Regions from separate parts of the Sus scrofa genome. Here all the other regions are linked to region 2. The links are chromatin contacts, called in public Hi-C and HiChIP or PLAC-seq maps. All regions are on one chromosome and are shown on one strand. Each heading gives the region's core, a stretch centred on a gene start, on an enhancer-like site or on the middle of the called end of the contact. The rest is flanking DNA. Distances are from core to core; before and after follow the strand shown.

Evidence for each region. Hi-C and Micro-C count contacts between places; a contact is called where the count stands out from the background. HiChIP or PLAC-seq counts read pairs in DNA pulled down with a chosen protein or histone mark.
Region 1: a Hi-C map of skeletal muscle shows a contact between it and region 2, with 3 times the contacts expected there. The contact joins the promoter of CORO2A here to the promoter of TRMO in region 2. A contact is called at or near these places in 2 of 47 Hi-C or Micro-C datasets (fibroblasts and skeletal muscle).
Region 3: an H3K27ac HiChIP or PLAC-seq map of alveolar macrophages shows a contact between it and region 2. The contact joins the promoter of XPA here to the promoter of TRMO in region 2. A contact is called at or near these places in 2 of 5 promoter capture datasets (fetal liver and liver), 5 of 47 Hi-C or Micro-C datasets (embryonic fibroblasts, liver, mesenchymal stem cells and 1 more) and 1 of 2 datasets of contacts at active chromatin or transcription factors (alveolar macrophages).

What each region holds. Positions count from the first base shown.
Region 1 is chr1:239,999,610-240,002,309 of Sscrofa11.1, reverse strand. CORO2A (coronin-2A) reads left to right here and starts at 1,346. Exons shown (of 12, transcript XM_005660267.3): 1 at 1,346-1,469. TBC1D2 (TBC1 domain family member 2A) reads left to right here. Exons shown (of 16, transcript XM_021066519.1): 16 at 1-712.
Region 2 is chr1:239,785,527-239,788,226 of Sscrofa11.1, reverse strand. TRMO (tRNA methyltransferase O) reads left to right here and starts at 1,295. Exons shown (of 6, transcript NM_001243624.1): 1 at 1,295-1,402. The coding sequence starts at 1,327.
Region 3 is chr1:239,567,275-239,569,974 of Sscrofa11.1, reverse strand. XPA (DNA repair protein complementing XP-A cells) reads left to right here and starts at 1,386. Exons shown (of 7, transcript XR_301366.3): 1 at 1,386-1,608.

The DNA of each region.
Region 1 (2,700 bases), core at 97-2,596, 210 kb before region 2:
GAACACACACGTGCAGGGAGCATCTCTAGGAAAGGTACCACCTTCTGTCTATTACAGAGGCTTCCAATGGTCTCCCCTCTGGCCCATTGGTCCTATGCCCATGTGGAACCAGAGAGGTCCCCAAACACAGTCCCAGCCGCCTATCATCATGGCAACTGCGGTGATGCATTTAAGGTGCCCAGAACAGTGCCCGGTTCTTCAGGAGTTGGGAAGATGCAGATATGAGGCTGGGAGGGAATGTCCACAAGGGTTCTGGGAAGCCTTCCTGGGGAAGGACATGGAAGGAAGAAATGAATCTGTTTAGACAGTAGACCATGATATGGGAAGAGAATTCCTGGCAGAGAGGACTGCGAACAAGGGCACAAAGATATGAGAGTGCAAATGGGTAGGAAATGCATACCATAGTTACTGGCTGAAGCCCTAGGTGAATTAAGACATTCGGGTGAATTAACACTTACTGAGCCAGGCACTGTTCTAGGCCCTGGAGATACACCACTGAACAAACAGTTGTTCTCATGAGAGACGGTGTGGTGGAGTGACTATAAGCTTGGGCTTGGGAGCCACACTGCCTAGGGTTGTACTGATACTGGTGTCATCTTAAGAAAGGTACTTAACCTCTGTGAACTTCAGATTTCTTATGTGTAAAATAGGTAAAAGCTAACCTAGTAGGTTTATGTGTCGATAAACTGCGGTGATGCATTTAAGGTGCCCAGAACAGTGCCCGGTTCTTCAGGAGTTGGGTGGTGATATTACAAAAAGGCTGGGCTTCCCCATCTCCGCCCCCACTGCCCAAGGCGGCAAGACTAAGCAGCAGCGCCCCCTCTTGGCTACCGATAGAAAGAAGGGCGTCCTCCCATACTCAGAGATCCTCCCTGCCCTCTTCCTCTCGACGTACCGGGAACCCCCAGGAATTACTCCAACAGCTCGGGTTCACCAAGCGCTACTCCTGTGGCCGTCTCTGAGTGCGCACATTACTGCGCCGGTAAATTAGATCGTCACTTCCAATTCTCAAACAACTCTGAAGCAGACACGGTTTGTTTCCACTCCACCTAAGGGTAAAGTGACCCTCCCGGAAGGATCGAATCCCTTGTCTCATACCACTCCGCGAGAAAGCGACGGGATGTGAAGGAAGGCAACCCCAGCCTCTACTCGGTCCCCGGGGAGCCCGCCCCATTCACTGCGGCGTGTGCGCGCCGCTGTGCGAGCCCTTTCTCTGTGCGAATGCGCGCCCCGAGACAAGCTCCGGGGTACCAGGAACGCGGCCCAAGGGCCGAGGAAGGAAGGGTGGCCTGGCGGACTCGCGGGCGGGGCTTGTGCTCGGCCCCGGCCCCTCCCACCGGCCCCTCCCGCTGGGCTGAGGGTGGGAGGAGGCGGCAGCGCTGGGCGCGGGGACTCGGCGGGCAGCGAGGAGCTCAGAACCAGAGCCAGACGCCGCCGCCGCTACCGCCACCTGCGCGGCCGTCATCAAGGTAGGGCGGTCCCGGGCCGCCGGGCTATGCCTTCCCCGTCTGCGCGATGTGCTCGTGCTGCGCCTCTGAGCTGCAACGCCTGGGGAGGGATGCTGGGGCTCGGCGCACCGCTGGGGACCTGGCGGGACGCGGGGAACCTGGCGTTCGACACCTCTGCGTGACCTTGCAAAAAGCACTGCTTCTCTCCAGGCCTCAGTTTCCCCATCGGGATAGCGGGCACAAGGATGGCCCCTTCGTCGCTGGGCTGTGGGGAGGGGCCGCCTCAAGCTCCAGGCTCCCGACGGCGCAGGGTCGGATGGGCACTGTCTGCACAGCCCACCCGCAGTGAGGGCTGCTCTTGCTGGGTGTGGCAAGCCGGTCCCGACAGTCCCCCCTAGTGGCCTGGGTGCCCCGCGGGACCCGTGTTGGGACTCTTCCCTCTCCTGGCTGGGTAACCTGCTGGGCCTCAGCTTCCCTGCACAGGAAACATTAATAGGCGACACCCCCAGGTCCCTGTCAAGCCAGCCTGGGCATGCAGGGTGGGGCAGTCAGAGTCTAAGCCTAGTCTTCCTCGCGGTCTGGGGCTGGAGGAGCCCTAGGTTGGAGGTGGTGGAGCCCTCTGGCACAGACTTGCCTGGACCAGACCCACGCAAGTACCTGGATTTAGGGCATGGTATGCAATGTCTCCCCACCAGGTGCTAACGCCCAAATCTAAGTCCCAGCCTGATGTGATATGGTTGGCTTGTCCATGCATAGACGGACCTAGAGGAGCTACAGTGCCAAGAGATGGTGTTTGGGTGGGGTCGGGTCTGGGACAGAGCAAATGTCTGAGAGACTGTGGCTCCAAGATTTCTGGGTAAAGACGACCTCTGGTGTCTGTCCTGGCCCCTTGGTAAGATCCCTCTGGACCATCTCACTGCCCCACTGCACACCCCTTATGATGGGAATCTCACTCGCTGTAAACAGAGCTAGAGTCTGCTAGTCCTGCTCTGGCACACAGACAACATCTGACCCCTCCATCCCCACCCCAGGGCAATTATCTGGTCCCTTAAATCAGTTCACCTCAGGGTTAAACAGCCCCAGATCCAGAGCTGTTTCTCCTGTCAGAGCCAAAGGGAGCAAAGGCAAGACAAGAGAGCTGAGGTGTCTGCCCTGGAGCAGTTAGTAGTCAGCCTGAGGCTTGTTCAGAACCCACCTTCATCAGGACTGGAATGTGTCCCCTGTACCTCTGGAAAGGTAGCTGCCTTAGAGG
Region 2 (2,700 bases), core at 46-2,545:
GAAAACAATAGCATTCTTGTCTAATTTTTTCTTTTTCTGGCTGCGCTGGTGGCATGAAGAAGTTGCTGGGCCAGGGATCCAACTCCCGCCACAAGAGCGACTCAGACCGCTGCAGTGACAATGCCAGATCCTTAACCTGCTTTGCCACAAGAGAACTTTTTAAAATTTTCACGTGGAAAAGACCTATCAGAAGATATGTAGGTGTACGAATTTTCTCAATTTTTAGTTTTTGTTTTAAACCCCACGATCTTTAAATCTTTGGCTCCTTCCAATGTTCCTTTTCTGCTAGTGATCTATTTAGTCCACGACAAATGAACCAGTTGAGGAACAGCTTTTCATGGTTATAAAGCTTCCACATCTATGCAGTTTTATTTGAATAATTTATTTTGCAGGCACATGCTCCACCCTCCGCACCCCAACCCTCATGCAACAACAGGATAAAAAGCTCAGAAGCAGAATTATGTATACAGAGAAACTTGATAAAATATACAGGTGAGAGAAGACGTTACAAGTCAATGGGTAAAAGGGCAGGCTAGCGGTGCAAGGATAACTGGCCATCCAATGGAATGAAAACTGATTCTTGCTGGCCCTCAGTTTTTTAGAGCTCTCCAGAAACGATGGCACAATCTCCTCAATGTATATGGCATGTTGATTCAAATTTCATTCTCGCTTCAGTTCCCATGAAGTATGACGCACAGGAAACAAGTCTCCACCTCTCAACCCCTACCTAATCTGGTGTGGGTCTACCCATCCATTAGATTTGAAATAAGATTTACCTGGGGCTCCTTTCTGACAAAACATCCTTCTTATTACGGAAAAATGGGAGCATACAGATAAGTATAAATGACCATTTGTGTATTCCCACCATCCAAGTATTAACATTTTCTAACATCCGATCATCTTGCTATGTGATATACTACCCATACATATCCTTTGTCTTTAAAAATTATCGTCATGCGTTAGATACGCAGGTTGCTTATTTCGAGAGAGATATCTTTATGCATAAATCTTCAATGACGAGTCCCCCTTGAAACGGGCAGTAACTTCGGAGTCGCTAGCTGCCCTGAGAGGGCGGGAAACTGCTGTGGATCCAGGCGGGACCGCATAGACGCGGGTTCAGGAACGGAACGAGACCTCAGGTACACAACCTCAACCTCAGTTCTGCTTCCGCCGCCGCCCGCTGCGCGCGCGGCGCGCACCCCACACCCCTAGCGCGTGCTGGATCTTAGCGCCACCAGCCCGAGCGGCTGTTGCGCAGGCGCCAGGCGCGGAGACCGGAAGCGGAAGGCTTAACGCGTTGGGTGGGCACCTGTGCAACCAGTAGTTATGCGCGGCTTGGAGGACCCTGGGCCTCGCCCTAAAGCTACCCCGTGCGGGTGCGTGAAGCCAACTCTGGAGACAGGTAACTTTTAAGAGGCTGGCGGTTCCTCTCTCAGAACAACCATAAGTGCAGGCAGCCGACTTAACTGTAGAGAGGACAAGGAAAGCGAGACCGTGAACGGACTGGGTCCTTTTCCTGTTTATTGCGAAGGCACGGGTCACGTGCTTAGACGACCACGTGATGTATCGGAGGTGGAGCAGGATGACGTCATCTCTCCTGCCCTGTTCGTGGTGGCTGAGGTCGGCTGACCTTGGCAGAACAGCCACCTGCAGTGTAGTGGCCTGTCCTTTGGAGAGTTCTCACTCATAAAGGAGAGATAGGATGTTTACATCAGGTGCTGTGCCGACTAGGAGTTAATGCCACCAGAGAGAAGCATCCGGTGCTGTAGGAAATAGTTTTAAGCTGAACCTGGAAAGATGGTCATGGGCTTGTTTCTCTGTATTTTCACTCTTACTTATGCAGGAGACTGTCTTAACTTTGGAAATTAGAGGAAGCAAATGGAAAAAAGGTTAAAGTAGTTGGCCATCAAGCAGAGAAAACCTCTGTTAATATCTTGGTTTATACCTTCCATAATTTTTTCAGTGCATATATCCTAGAAATATGTGTTGATATGTAATCCCACTGTTTTATAACCTCAAAACCTTAAGGTTTGTAAAAACTTTCCATGGCAATTAATGTTAATTTTAAGAGGTTGCACACTGTTTTGTTTTATAGGTGTGCTCTTATTTACCCAGTTCCTTTTGTTGGGTGTTTAGGTTATTACTGGTTTTATTTCACTTAGAAAAGTGAAAGTTCTTGAGACTGTTGCCAAAAACTGGGTCTCTGTCCAACTGCTACCAAATGGAACCCCAGAGACAGTTTTGGGTGAAGGAGAAAAAAAAATATAGCTTTTATTGCTTTGCCAGGCAAAGGAGACCACAGCAGGCTAATGTCTTAAAGACTCTCCTCCTTTGGGGAAGAATTGCAGGGAGTTTTATAATCTAAAAGGAGAAGAACAGGGTTTCAGGTAAGAGTCAAGATTGGGGCAAACGTGTTTTTCTTTCAGGAAATTTTAGTCATCAAAGCTGGTGTCAGGAGAGCTCATCATGATCCTGGTGGTCTTCTGATTTATGGAATCTTGCCTTTTCCTCGAATAACAGTACTTACCAAAAGGACAGATTGGTCACAGATTAGGACAAACTAGGAAAATTGCTGAAAAACATCTTGTGCTTCTAATCTTTAACCCACAGGCAATTGTGTTCACAGTGCCTGATCTTTAGCTTACAGGTGTTTGTGTTTAGGGTACAGTCAAACAAGGGAAAAGTGCAAAGAAGGGCTCC
Region 3 (2,700 bases), core at 137-2,636, 220 kb after region 2:
ATTTACTTATTTATTTATTTATTTGTCTTTTTGCCTTTTTCTAGGGCTGAATATGGAGGTTCCCAGGCTAGGGGTCTAATCAGAGCTGTAGCCGCCAGCCTACGCAAGAGCCACAGCAACTCGGGATCCGAACCGTGTCTGCGACCTACACCCACAGCTCACAGCAAATGCCAGATCCTTAACCCACTAAGGGAGGCCAGGGACCGAACCCGCAACCTCATGGTTCCTAGTTGGATTCGTTAACCACTGAGCCACGACGGGAACTCCAAAAGTCACTAATTTTTATTAAGTTAATTTATCTAATTTTATCCTGTTTGTGCTTTCGTTATCATATGAAACTTGAGATTTTATCATGGGACAAGATCAATGGATAGGGAGCGAGAGGAATTTGAGGGGAAAAGGAGTAGGGATGGTTTGAAATCTGTCTCCAGTTCAACTAGGAGATCGCAGCACTTATTTACTCTATAGAAGGTCCTCCAGCTTAGATATACATATAACTGATTGACTAAAACCACTAGGTTGTGCTTCTCAAACTGTGAATGTTAGGTATTATCCAGTGGGCCAGTTTGTTCTAAGAACTAGTCCCAATGGTATAAGTGGTAATTAGAACTTAATGTTTTCTGGCTTCAATTAAGTTTTATTGTCATAAAAAAATACATTTTTAGGAAAGCATGCCATATTTATTTTGCTTCATTTGCCACACTTTTGGGAAGTCAGGGTTTAGCTCAAATCCAAAGTAAGTTCATCCACACTCTAGAAATATTCCATGGAAAAGTTAGCCAAACTTACGCATACCAGCTTTGGTAATTGGTGCTGCCTTTGCCTTTTGTCACCCAGAGTTTAAACCCAGGTGTTCTCATTTCAAATCTATGACTCTGTCTAGGCCAGAATTTCAAAGTAGTCATACCAATCATCCGCTGATTTCTTTTGATTGAAACTACTGTTACTACTAACTGCCATCATTTTGGGAAGCTTTCTATGTGCCAGGCATTGTGCGGAAAGACTACATCTAATTTTCTCAACAACTCTATTAAGTGGTTCTGTAATTATCCTCATTTTACTACTGTTGAAACTGAACTCAGGGTAAGTGACTTACTGAAGGCCACGCAGATGGCAAGTGTCAGAACTAAGATTTCATCCAAGTCTGACTCCAATGCCCATGTGCTGAACCACCAAGCGAAGCTATTATTTTAAAGATGACTGGGTCCTGAACACTGATCTTGGAACCAGCCGGCGACTTCAGAGTTACAAAGCCAACAAGTAAACTCCGCTCTGACGCTTGCGCAGATTCCAACTACCGCTCCTTTCTGCAAGTCCTTCTCAAAATGCGCAGGCGCGCTCCCTACCGCCAGCGCGGAGGCGGGGCCTCGACCAGCTTTGGCGTTTCAATGCGCCTGCGTGGGGGCTATTGCCACAGTCTTCTGGGGAGGTTGGACATGGCGGCTGCTGAAGGGTCTTCATCTCAGCCGGCGGCTTCAGAACAGCCGGCGGAGCTGCCTGCCTCAGTGCGGGCGAACATCGAGCGTAAGCGGCAGCGGGCGCTGATGTTGCGCCAGGCCCGGCTGGCGGCCCGGCCTTACCCAGCGACGACGGCTGCGGCTACCGGAGGTTTGGACCCTAGCGGCGTCTGCCCCATCTCTCTCCTGGCGGACCTGGGGCCCCGTCCTTGGTGTGGCGACCAGACCCTCCCCCGCAGTCCTCGGAGGGATTCAGCTCAGCTGGCCTTGTCACAGCGGGGTGTCCAAGACCACAGGGCGACTTCTGACTCCCAGCCCTGGCCTTGCCTCACGGCACCTGGGCGGTCCAGCGGCCGTCCTTGGCTTGGGGATGCCGCCGCCCTCGCTGTCGGGAGGAGCCAGGCAATGTCTCCGTTCTCCTTTTCTGTTCTCTGCCTGCAGCTTCCACCAGTCCCGGGATGGTCTTTGTATAAAGCTTTTAGACCTCGTAACACATTTTAGTAATCCTGCACCTGCTTCCTTATTCATCCATTTAACGCAGGGTGATTGAGTGCATATTCCCTAATTGGCACACAGTGCTTGCTACGTGCTGGGCGCAGAGAGGAGCAAACAGACATTAGCTACTGACTCCGTGGGGCTAACCGAGTGACAACTGTTGTGTGTCAAAGTTTCCAAGTAGCTAATTTGGCTCTCACAGCTAACCTGAAAATAATTAGGGCAGGGTTTGGTATCCATGTTTTACTGAGGAGATAATTGAGCGCCAGAAAGCGACAGAGGTTTGCTCAGGTTCGTCTCAGCAAGTGCAAAGGCTAATCTGGACTAGAACTCAGGTCATCTGACCCTCGGTTCAAGGTCTTGTTCACCAGCTTCCTTTGCTATACTAAGCATTTCTCTCACCCTTAGGAAGAAAGGCTGTTATTCTTGTGTTATTCTTGTCTGGATTTCATCTTCCCTTTATTAGGACAGCCCTTGGCTGTGCATTTGTCTATTTGCTTATCATGTATGTGTTTATCATATAACTCTCCACTGGGATCAAGTGGTAGTCTTCTCCATGGTACCTAAAATATAGTTTGATTGACATGTGATTCTTTAGGACTGCCTCCATGACACGAAGCACCTGTGTTCCTCAACCAACTGTGTAGTGTGTGAGCAGTTGAACACAAAACTGTATCATCTACTTAACCCTTTCATCAGCCAGGAGTAAGGAAGAGTGAAAAGAGCTAGCTGGGTGTCTTGAGATTCA